3 separate regions of the Sus scrofa genome follow, and regions 2 and 3 are each linked to region 1. The links are chromatin contacts, called in public Hi-C maps. All regions are on one chromosome and are shown on one strand. The core of a region is the stretch at or near the end of the contact, and the rest is flanking DNA. Distances in the headings are between cores, read along the strand shown.

What was found. A called contact is a pair of places that touch in the nucleus more often than the background predicts.
Region 2: a Hi-C map of skeletal muscle shows a contact between it and region 1, with 2.7 times the contacts expected there. The contact joins the promoter of FAXC here to the promoter of CCNC in region 1. A contact is called at or near these places in 2 of 47 Hi-C or Micro-C datasets (heart right ventricle and skeletal muscle).
Region 3: a contact with region 1 is called in a Hi-C map of skeletal muscle, with 5 times the contacts expected there. The contact joins the promoter of COQ3 here to the promoter of CCNC in region 1. A contact is called at or near these places in 2 of 5 promoter capture datasets (fetal liver and liver), 2 of 47 Hi-C or Micro-C datasets (heart right ventricle and skeletal muscle) and 1 of 2 datasets of contacts at active chromatin or transcription factors (alveolar macrophages).

The regions. Positions count from the first base shown.
Region 1 is chr1:66,496,633-66,500,683 of Sscrofa11.1, forward strand. It overlaps CCNC (cyclin C), which reads right to left and starts at 2,412. Exons shown (of 12, transcript NM_001190160.1): 1 at 2,255-2,412. The coding sequence starts at 2,286.
Region 2 is chr1:66,307,460-66,311,510 of Sscrofa11.1, forward strand. It overlaps FAXC (failed axon connections homolog), which reads right to left and starts at 1,658. Exons shown (of 6, transcript XM_021090274.1): 1 at 1,290-1,658. The coding sequence starts at 1,555.
Region 3 is chr1:66,345,332-66,349,382 of Sscrofa11.1, forward strand. COQ3 (ubiquinone biosynthesis O-methyltransferase, mitochondrial) reads right to left here and starts at 1,757. Exons shown (of 7, transcript XM_021090298.1): 1 at 998-1,757. The coding sequence starts at 1,214. It also overlaps a transcript of PNISR not described here.

The sequences.
Region 1 (4,051 bases), core at 1,162-3,661:
TTTCTCATTATTAATTGTTTTTTAGGCTAGCATAGTTTAGTCTACCATGTTGGTTTTCCCTCCCAAAGAACCAGCTCTTATAATTTTTATTTTCTCCCTTTTAATATATAAGTATCCATGTTATCTTTATTAAATCTATTTCCCTTAGGTTTATTTCACTGTTTCCCTTTAACATTCCTAAGTAAAATATTTAATTTTTATTATTTTTCAGTTATTCAGTATGTTAATTTTCTTATAAATTTGGCTTTGGTCACATCCCAGAGATATGAATATATATTGGCCCCATTATGTTATTTCCTTGATACTATGTAACTGTATTTTCAATTTCTTCTTTGATATAATAAAGTATCCAGAGTTGGTTTTGTAGTTTTAATTTTTATTACTTGTTCATTACTTCATTCAGTCAACCAGCAAATATTTAGTGTCCTTCTAGTTTTACCACATCATGGTCAAAGAAGGTGTTATGTTCTACCTTAACTTTCCAGAAAATACTTTGATTTGTTCTGTTTCAGAATTATCATTAATTTCTTTTCCACAGTCATTATATATTTTTAAACAGATAAGTATCACAGGCAAATATTTTAAAGTTTTTCCTCACAGCATGCAGTATGGAAGATAAACCAAGAAACATCACATATCATCAAATTTGATATTATGCTAATTGTAAGATTTCACTATTATTTCATGTGCTACTAAGAAAAAAATTGTTATGCTGATTGCAAAAATATTAAAATGGGTAATTTGAAGCCATGAAAAATAGTGTATATCATGTCAATTTTCCTCCCTCACCAAAATCAACAACAATATCAACAATAGCTTTCATATCTCTTTGTTCTTCCTGAACTGGTTGTTTTGTCCTTTACACTTGTTATCTTTTGCAGATCAGGGATCCCGGATTTTCAAGGGTTTGAGTCCTCCAGGACTAATGGAACTGGCAGGCAAAAACAGTTTCAAAAAAGCACATTTAATATTATAATAATGTTATATTTGAAAGGTGAAAATACAATTGGTTTTATAAAATGGATCTTGGCACCCTTTTGATAGACCAACAGCGAATGAAAACAGAGTGAGAATGCTTATCAAAAGGAGGTAGGATCTTTTTTTTTAAGGTCTGTGAACTTCTGATAATCAACAGCTAGTGACCTGTCAATTCTCTCAGTTTTTTTCAAAGCTTATCAGAACGCCTCTTCCTCACTATCTAAATTTTCCGTATTTTAATTTTGTCCAAATTATTTCAGTGAGTGAAAACAGTGCAAAATAAAAATGTGATCAGAAATAAAGCTTCTTTCTATACCATCTCATCTTCACGTAATCACTTTATAGGAAGAAAGCCTGCTTTTCTGAAAATAGATATCAAAGCCCATTGTTTCTTTTTTCTAGGTCAAACGGCTAAAAGACGGAAGGAACAACATAGAAATCCATCTTCTTCAAACTTAAAATTTAGTTACTAATGCTCTCCTGGCATTAAAAATTATTTGCACCATATCATCTTTATCAGATCTGTTCATTTTTCAACTACACAATGCAAAGTCTAGCCAATGTTCAATTAATCCCATCATCCTCTTTCGTACATGCTTAAAAAAACTTATTTAGGGAGAACTGTTTTCAATATTACTCTAATTCTTCCATGGTACTGACAGACACAAAAACTCACGAAAAAAAGGTTAAAGATATTGGCAAAGTCACTGGAAAATACACTTATTAAACAGAACATGAGGCGCAAATAAGTTCTGAGAGCATTTGCCCTATACCTTACAAACATAAAACTCCACCTAGGCTTAAGGTAGTGGCAGGAAGCGGTTAGTGAGCAGAATGACAAAAGATTACGATGCCAATCCACTGAAGAGATACCAGGCAAAAGGGAACAACAGTCCTCAAGAGCCAGTCTCATAGTTCCGAACTGTGCCACACTTGCAAAACCTTTGCCTACCCCATCCCAACTGCCGCCGGCCTGGTTCCTCCACCCACACCCCCTCCACCCCGCCTCCGCCGAGCTAATCCAAGAATCCGAAATTAAACTCTCGAACCTTCTTTCTCCGGAGACAGGACCCCCCCCCCCCCCGCGAAACCCGGCCAGGGGGCGGAATGAGGAGAGTCGCCAGAGAAAAGCGCACCTCGCTTCCGGCTGCCGCCACCTCCCGGGAGACTCCACCGAACTTGGGACAGGGATCCAGGCCAAGGAGAGTCGCAGGCCCGGTCCACACCGCCCCCCAACAAGAGCCCGCCCTGGACGAGAAGACGTAAGATCACTTACTAATGGGAGCTCTGCCAAAAGTTCCCTGCCATGGAACACAGCTTGCCCTGATAAAAAAGCACCAGCCGGTGGAGCGGCCCACAGAGCGACCATAGACCCAGCCCAACCGGTAACCGCGCTCCTCGATCTAATCTGCTGGGCTCGCTCCGCGGCGGCGACGGTGAGAGGAAGAGGATGGCACCCTATTCTCTTTGCCGCCGGCCGGCAACACTCTACTTTGTAAACCCGTTCCTATGGATAAAGGTTCCGGCCTGCCCCGCGACAGTGGAAGAGGCTGGCGGGAAGGAGACAGTCTTTGGGCGCGCTGAGATAGGCGACGGTAACTGGAAGGCTCGCGGCTCGCGGCGGTCGGGAGCCTCTCGCGAGAGTTTCGCGCCGGTTCCGGCTTAGAATCAGTGGGTTCCGGCCTAGAACTCGGGCGGCTCGGTATTCTGCAGTCGCTGCTCTTTGCGGGAAGGGCATGGAAAAGGGGAAGACGCTGCTCCCCACCCCAGTTCGGAGCAGACTTCCAAAGCAGTGCGGTGGCTTTGTAGTGAAGTATAAGATTTCCTGACTTCAGTTCCTTTTCTTGCTTTTGGCAAGAGAAAGATTATTGTAGCCTCAAGGACCTACCAAAACCGAGCTGCACCAAGCCAGATATGTAGTTAATGGAGTTCTTTTGGAGGGAAGCACAAACTTTTAGAGCAGCAGTACGTTTTTTTTTTAATGCCAGAGACTGACAGCTTTGTGTGTTTGTGTGTGTACCAAATAGAAACATACAACCAAAACAATCATTTAATTTTACGCAATTTCTTTTATCTTTGTAACATTGCATTTATTGTAAAGCTGCTAATTGAATCATTGGACACACACGAATAAAGTTTTTCACGGATGATCAGTGTTCCGAGGAAGCTCAAGACAGTATTTTTCACACAGTTAGGTTGTGGTGAAATTGAATATGATATGCATTTTCCTAGATAAAAATATCAGGTATATCAGAAATATCAAGGGCATTTATAATTTTTGATTCAGTTACATATGTATATGTGTACTTGGTCAGGATGTGAAATGAAATATATATATATATATATATATATATATATATATATATATATTTTTTTTTTTTTTTTAGGGCTGCACCCCAGGCGTATAGAGGTTCCCAGGCCAGGGGTGGAATGGGAGCTGTAGCTGCGGGCCTCAGCCATAGCCACAGAAATGCTAGGTCTGAGCCACATCTGCGACCTACACCGCAGCTCATAGCAATGCTGGATACTTATCCCACTGAGTGAGGCCAGGGATTGAACCAGAATCCTCACAGATACTAGTCGGGTTCATTATGGGAACTCCTGAAATGAATTTTAGTAGCTTAGTATTTTATGTCGCACTTCATTCCCATAAAGTGATGTAGGTTAGAAAGCACCCATTAAAAAAAAAGAAGAAGAAGAAAGCACCCATTAGTGGATGTCCTCCGATCTTGAAGGATCTAGCATATTTCCATCTTTCAACTTCAGTGGATCTTTAAGCAAGGGGGCTTTGAATTACAAGGGTCTTCTACAGGTGAATCTTACAAAAAATAAATATGGGAGTTCCCGTTGTGGCTCAGTGGGTTACCGACGAACCAGACTAGTATCCATGAGGATGCAAGTTTGATCCCTGGCCTTGCTCAGTTGGTTAAGGATCCAGCGTTGCTGTGAGCTGTGGTGTAGGCGCAGATGCAGCTCAGAGCTAGCATTGCTGTGGCTGTGGCATGGGCCAGCAGCTGCAGCTCTGATTTGACCCCAGCCTGGGAACTTCCATATGCCATGGATGCAGCCCTAA
Region 2 (4,051 bases), core at 408-2,907, 190 kb before region 1:
ATTTTTAAAAATCTAGAGAAATAATTCACTTAATCTTTATTTGGTTGAACTAGATTCAAGACACTGTGCTGAGAGAATTCAATGATAAGCTTAAAATCATTCTTGTCAATTATAGCCATATAGTATGAAAGCCAAGACACAGCCCCCGACCTAAATGATTTCTGCCCTCTCAGAGACTAGAAATATTTAAAATACCTGTTCAGCTGTCACAGTGTCCTCCTGGAATCCCCACAGGCCTGTTAAAGGTCACCCATACCTGTCTTTGTTTATAAACCTATTGTGTAGGATTCCCCCACTGAAAAAAGGCAGTGGAGACACATTTTTGCACTCTTTAGAAAATATTGGCCAAGAGGGACACTCTGAGCTATTGAAAACTGCTCTTTCTTGGTCATCTCCCAGGGACAGAGGCCTCAAACGCATGGAAATTTTAACCATAAATTAGCCAAACCACTGGTGGCAGCAGCCTATTATACTATTCTACTCAAAGAAAGATCTCCTGTCTGGCTGGATGTACCAACAGCAGGGGCCTCCATTTTCTGGTATTTCCATGTCCATCCTGTAAACATTCTGCGGCAGGCAGCAGAGGCAAGTGTTTACGGCACTGGGCAACTCCCGTGCACGCCCATGTGCTAATCCTGTCCTCGGCTCTCCTCCTACCGCTCACACAACAATGGCATGTAAACCTGAAGAAGGTGCTTAGCTTTAAATACCAGATCAGCGGATAACTGGGTTAAGGCTGCATCAAAATTGTACACCACTAACAGGGACCCAGAGGTCTCTGGAGCTTTTGCAATTTCAGCTTTTTGATGATGTTGACACTTGGGGAGGATAGTGGAGTACTAACCTTTAAGCGAAAGATAAGGTTAGTGGTTAATTTTCCAGCATTATCATCTATAAACAAATAGGGCATGTCACAAAAAATGGAACTTAGTATTTCTTCCGGGCCTAAGTCTATTGTTGCAAACACACTGCACTTAGGATCTTCATAATAGACTATTATGCTATGCTCCATAACAACCCAGAGAATTTTTGCTTTTAGCACCGAATGATTGGGAGACAAGTGTTTTTCTCCCTCCCAGTACCAGTTTAATTCTCCTGTTAACTCCAAGCTGCCCCTCACGGCCAGGTGACCACGAACTGCCTCTGGCGACAGGTAAGGACAGGACTCGGGCGTTTGGGCGGCGCGACCGAGGAGCTGGCATGGGTGTCCCCCCCAATCCCCACGCCTGCCCTGCCCTGGCCAGGTGCCCCTCTCTGCGCCCCTTCGCGGGGCCCTCTCTCCGGCTCACCTAATGACCAGGAGTTCGTGGAGCAGATACGCAGCTGCGGCCAGCAAAGCTCCCCCGGTCAAGTAAAGGGTTTTCTTCCACCAGGGATCGGAGCCCAGCCCTGCCATGATCCCACCGTAATCCTGCAAAGGGAAAGCGATGATGTCCCCATAAAAGGTGAAGGGCTCCTCGGACCCGGCCCACCAGCTGAAGAAGGAGACGCTCTGGTTCCAGCTCAGATCCACCACGCACGGCCTGGACGAGGCAAAGCCAACCCCCCAGTGCATGCTGCGCGGCTGGCTGCGGGCGCCCCTCCCAGGGCCCGCGCCGCCCGCATGGGAAAGGGCCGGCACGGCCGGGCGCGGGCTCAGCGGCGCTCTGGGGGCGCGGGCGGCGCGGGCGGCAGCGACCGAGGCGGCGGCGGAGGAGGCGGGAGGGCGCGGGCCGCGGGCGGCTGGCCTGGCCGGCGGGGCCCCGGCGCCCTGGGAGGCAGCGGCGGCCGCCGGCTCCCCCCGCAGCGGCCTCTCCGCGCCGCTCTTTGTGTCGGAGCCTGGAGAAGGCCGCGTGATGTCATTGCTCCCCGGGGCAGGGAACCAGAGGCGGGATAAAGTCACCTACCCCGCGCCCTGCCCCCGCCCCGCATCTCCGCGGTCCGGCGGCCTCCGCCCCGGCCGGAGCTGCAGGGCTGGGCGCGCCGGGCGGGCTCCGCGCCTCCAGCGGCACCGCCGGAACGGCTCGGCGCGCGAGGGCAGGGCTGCGGAGGTGGCTGGAAATGCAGCTCCGCCAGGAGGAAGCTGCAGTTGGGCCCGGATCTGCGTCCCCCCAACCCGCGGCGGGTCCTCCTCCTCCGCTCCAGCCCCTCCCGCAGACGCGAGAGCAGGGCGCGCGCAGGACTCACCTGGGGCCGCGCGGAGCTCCGGCAGAAACACCGCCCCGCGGGGGCTGGGGGCTGGGGGCCAGGGCCCGGGTTAGGTCGCGAATTGCACAGCTCTGGCCACCAGGAAAGCCCTGCCCTTGCAAAACTTATAAAAACACTCCTCTTACATTACACAGTTACCTAGGTCTTGGCCATGTGCTCAAGGAGAGATGTCTGATTTGATAAAGAACCACAAAAATGTACTCTAAAGAGATTTCCCCTCTGACAGATCCAGCCCAAGTCCAAGTCTTTCCCCTAGGAAATTATCACCAGGGAACTCTTGGCTATGGGGTGGTATTTTTCCTTTCCTTTTCGGTGCAAACTATCAAACGTTGTGTGTGTGTGTGTGTGTGTTGTGTGTAACAATTTTTTCCCTTTAACTTCATTTTTCTAAAGTTCATATGTACAAGGAATAGGACAGTGCTTCATAGAAATATATGATGTACGCACAAATTTTAGTACGAACATGGATAGTTTAAAATTGTTTGAAAGAGCTGAAAAGAATTCAAGTAGGGTGTTTATCATTCTTGAAGTGAAAGGATGGTTATGGGAACGCTCCGGGGTTTTGCGTGAGGGAACCGAGGTTGGAGTAAAGGGGACTCCCTTCTCCTACTGCACCAGCCCCTTACAACAGCAGTGTGTGGTCATATAGTTGATAAAATACAGGCGGGTTACCAGTCCCCATGAGATAATGGGAGGGGCTAGCCAGGCTGGTGCTCAAGCACTAGCATATGAGGGGCCCAAGCACCACTGTAGACGTTTGCCGGACCTCTCAGGAAGAAGCAGTGTGTGGAGTTGGAAGTTAACCTTCCATGAGCATGTTGCAAGGAATGGAATCCAAGGACCTCCCAGAGAAACAGAGGTGGTCACCCCACCGCCTTCTGGGGAGAGAGACCAGGAGGCTGCGTAGGAAGCAGAGTGGGCAGGTTTGGGATCAGAACAGGGATACTCTGGCAGAGAGAGGATAAAGAGTACTGGCACCAGGGATTCTCCTTGGTTCTGTCTTTCCCAGACAGCACCCAGCCTTTTCTCTCATTAAATGTTGAGCCAATACTTAAGGAATATCCATCTGATATTAGGTACCGAATTATTTGCCTGTCTAGACCCAGAAGTGAGGATGGGCATAAATTATTATCTTGAGTGGACGAATATGGAAGGCAAAAGGGAGAATCAACACCAACAAACTCTACGCCCAGAAAACAAGCTAGAAACCAGAGGAAGTTCAATATTCTGATCCTAGAAAGTGCATTTCACTCTCACAACTTCTCCTGTAGGCAAAGCTACCCCACCTACCCATGGAGACCAGTGCCCACTGCTGTGTCCCTGGGACTATCAGATAATCATTGAACATTCTCTGGCCTTTGGTTCAAGTACAGTTTTAATTTTCAGAGGTACCCTGAGTGAATGTCTTTAAGAAGCAGGTGGAGGTCAAATAAAATCCGGTAAGAGAAGCTAAATACATTATCTTAGGAGTTCCCATTGGAGCTCAGTGGTAACGAACCCAACTAGTATCCGTGAGGATGAGGGTTCGATCCCTGGCCTTGCTCAGTGGGTTAAGAATCCGGCATTGCCGTGAGCTGTGGTGTAGGCTGGCAGCTTTAGCTCCGATTTGACCCCTAGCCTGGGAACTTCCATATGCCAGCAGGTGCAGCCCTAAAAAGCAAAACAAAGAGAGAGAGAGATTTGGGCCTGGGATTGAGATGAGTGGAGGTCATTAAAGGGAAGGGGAGTAGACATGAGAATGTAAGGGTGCATGCTGAGTGAGAGGAGAGAGGGACCAAGGACAGAGCCCTGAGAACAGCAGTTAGAGGATGGCCAGAGGAGGAGAGGCCCATCCAGGAAACCCCAAGGAGGAAAGAGAGGCGAG
Region 3 (4,051 bases), core at 507-3,006, 150 kb before region 1:
TGTGGTGTAGGCTGCAGATGAGGCTTGGATCCCACCTTGCTGTGGCTCTGGCGTAGGCCGGTGGCTACAGCTCTGATTAGACCCCTAGCCTGGGAACCCCCATATGCCACAGGAGCGGCCCTAGAAAAGGCCAAAAAAAAAGTATATAATGCTAAAATGATAGATCACCAACTCCACCTCAGATAATTACTGCTAAAATTCTGATGTATCTCTATTCTTGCCATATATCTCCAAGTTCGTAACAAAAACTGACTTGTAACTTATTTTCTGAACACTGCATCCTAATTATTTTCTATTTGGATAAACATTGATTTAAATAATTTTTACTGGCTGCAGTATTTTTCATTATATTGAGAGCAACAACTTATCAATTTTACTGCAGGCCTTTAAGTTGCCCAGTTTTTGCTCATTATAACCTGATCTTAGGTCCACCCCTAACTTTTTTTTTTAAAGAGACTCAGGTATCATTCGTTTAAAAATTCACAGTGCCTGTCATACAGTAATGATTAAATGAGTTTCAAGTAAAGGATGAATTTAACGTTCTGGTTTACATTGGGCGTTAAATAATCAAACTGTCTTCTACATGCATCAGGTTCGGTGCGTTGTTTTCTTGATCTTATTTGCCAATACAGTCTGCTGAATTAACTTATCAAAAAACAGTATAGCTGCCTTAAATTCCTTCTGTAAAAAAAGGAAGATATGTACAGACAAAACAAATACAACGCGATCGATAACTATGAGACAGCTGGTATCATTTCCGGCAGGCAGCGGCAAAAGAAGAAAGCACACGACCTTGAGACTGCAGCGGGCACTCTCGTCGCCTGCTCCTGGGGAAGGAGCTCAAAGAAAATGAGGCAAAGGTCACGGGATACCTGGCTGCGGTCCGGCTGGCTGCGCTCCCCTTGGCCAGAACCAAGGGGAACCTAGCCTCTTCGAAAGGGAGAGTAAAAGTCCAGGGGGGTGTTAAACGCCCGGGACCAACGGGTCTTTAGCTCACCCCGCGCAGAGGCAAGCAACAGCCACCGGTCCGCTCCCGCGCCGCGCCTGCGCAGAACAGCCCTTCGGCACGGTGGGCTGCTTGACCGCGACCTCCAGACACACTCACCCGCCGACGTGGTTAAGCGAGGACAGTCAGCCCGTGTGCCCCGGTACACCGACCTAAGCCCGCCTAAAAATCGACTCCCGGAGGAGCTCAGCTTACAGCCTCGCCACATCGCGACAAAAAGGATCCACCTCTTTTCCGGTCCCTCTCGCAAAAGATCCCCAACACAAAGGTTCCGACATCCACTCTCGCACGGTGGGGCGCCAACCTAATCATGGTTGCAGTGATGGGTGTTAGGTATGTGGCTATACTCTCTCTTCACAGTCAGCATGTCAAACTGCATACGATTGCACTACAAAATGTTTTGTGTCAAAAACTTCATGATCCTCCATATAAGTAGCTGTTAATCATACTATTCCCCTGTAGCTCTAATTACTTCATATTTAATAGATGTCCCCAAGGACAGTTATATCCTTTAAGACACTGACCCTAACTTACAATCACAAGCACTTCTTCCCAAAGGGAACTGTTTCCCCTTTTAAGACATTCGAATATCGCAGAGGACCAGAGGTCTACAGCAAAATTTTTCTGAGTGATGTGATAATATTTTGGACAGGGGATACATTATGTAGCACAAAACTTAAATCACTCGGGCCAGGCAAACTTCATTTAGTTAGAATGGGAGTTCGTAACATTTTACTTCAAAATGTGTAACAGCCTTTCCTTGGATAAGACCAATGATAAATTTCCAACACTAAAAGCAAAAAAAAATCATCGTACATTTTTAACAGGCAGGGTCAGATTGGTAAAGGTTTCTTTGAATGGGTGAAAAATTACTGCTCATTTATGGTCTTTCCCTTATGGCTTCTTTGTAAAATATTGACCTCCTCCTAAGAGTGGCTGCAGACTTTGCAGTAGTTATGTCCTCTTCAGAGCACCTCTCTCAAGATACATGACCATCTCTCCAACTGAAGGCAGAAAGCTCTGCACAAAAGAACATTTAGCATGTGTTATATGTTTGCTGGAGTAAGAGATCCAAGGAAAAAGCAAAGTTCAAGAATGAGTAAAGTTCTAAGAGCGAACATACTTTCTTTGAATGTTCCCTCTCATTGGGCTTCAGAGCATTTCCACATTTTAACAAAAAAGGCTATCAGTGATTTGCCTTAATACCAATAGGAAACAAAAATATCTAGAATACCCACTAGTTTAGCACAGATAAGCAAAACTGGCTCACAGTACTTTTTTCTACAATTACCAATAAAATGCTTTTCCAATGACACTTAAACTGGAGTTATGTTGGAAGAACTAGCAGCTGTAACAGATACATATGGCTGTTGCTGGAGTTATTACCCACATAATCTCCAAGGTCTTACACATAAACGAGAAGTCTACAATTCATCTTGCTATAAAATGAAAACTAGGAGTTCCCGTCGTGGCGCAGTGGTTAACGAATCCGACTAGGAACCATGAGGTCGCGGGTTCTGTCCCTGCCCTTGCTCAGTGGGTTAACGATCCGGCGTTGCCGTGAGCTGTGGTGTAGGTTGCAGACACGGCTCGGATCCCACGTTGCTGTGGCTCTGGCGTAGGCCGGTGGCTACAGCTCTGATTCGACCCCTAGCCTGGGAACCTCCATATGCTGCGGGAGCGGCCCAAGAAATAGCAACAATAACAACAACAACAACAACAACAACAACAACAAAAAAATGAAAACTATATATTGAAACTACATAATTTTATACACACTTCTGTCATTCAAGTTAAGGATAAAGTGCTCCCTTACAGCTAACACAATTTTAGCTTTTTGAAATAACACTGTTATATCCCATTCAGGTTTAACTGGTAAATTTTTATATTTATATAATTCCATATAAATTGGTAACTTTGGATAATTTTATCTTGACACTTAATACCATAATCCAAATGTGGCAGATTTAACCTATGTGTTTTTATAGGAAAACTCTATGAATGACACCTAATAAACTTTATGGTATAAATGTAGCTCATCACAGTTATTTAAGGGCTGTTAGTTAAAAAGACCATTTTCTCATTTAGGTTTAGACATTACAACATTCTTCTTAAAACTGAAGAACTTAAGGACTAGAATGTTTAAGACCTTAGAGATAATCTAATTCCACCCCCATATAGCTGAGGAAATTGAGCCCTACAGTGATTATGTGATCTACCCAAAATACATCAAGCAGCAGAGTCAAGACATTGCGATGAATCTAATACTATTTCCATTCAACTATGCTTAGTATCTTAGAAACCTTAAAAATCATAGATTTTAATGTATAAGAAAGAAAAACTCAGTTTAGGAGTTTCCTAGTGACCTAGTAGGTTAAGGATCTGGCATTGTCCCTGCTGTGGTTCAGGTCACTGCTGTGGCACAAGTTCAATCCCAGGCCCAAGAATTCCCACATGCCACAGGCACAGCCGAAAAATAAGGAAGAATGCAGTTTAAGTGTAAAGATTTCTATAATACTTAGGACTTTACATAATTCCTATGTAAAAATTCCCACATAAAATTTAAAAATCTCATCTACTAATTATACTTCATGTCTTTCTTAGAAGAAACAGAGTAACTCAGATACTAAATATAGATGATGTTTGGAAAGTTCACCTACTGTGTATCATACCATTAGAAATAAATTTTTTAAAAAGACATTTTACAAGGGCAGAAAACATATGCACTGAAATTCCACACCAATCTTTATTCATATATTTGGGGGCCTGAAACAAATCTTATAATAACCTTTCCAAATTACATTTTATTCTCTTAATGGTGTGGTTTACCCCATTCCATAAAATCAAGTATGATGAATACACTAGAAGTGTTTTAAAAGAAAACCTCTTAAGACAGTTTTTATTAACCAATCCAGACCAATGATTGTCTCAAAAAATTAATCTATTAATTTTATGGAGGTGTCATTTAAAAAGATTTCATAACCAAATTATACATCTAATTAACTTAAACATAAATTTTAGCATTCATACCCCAAATCATGGAAG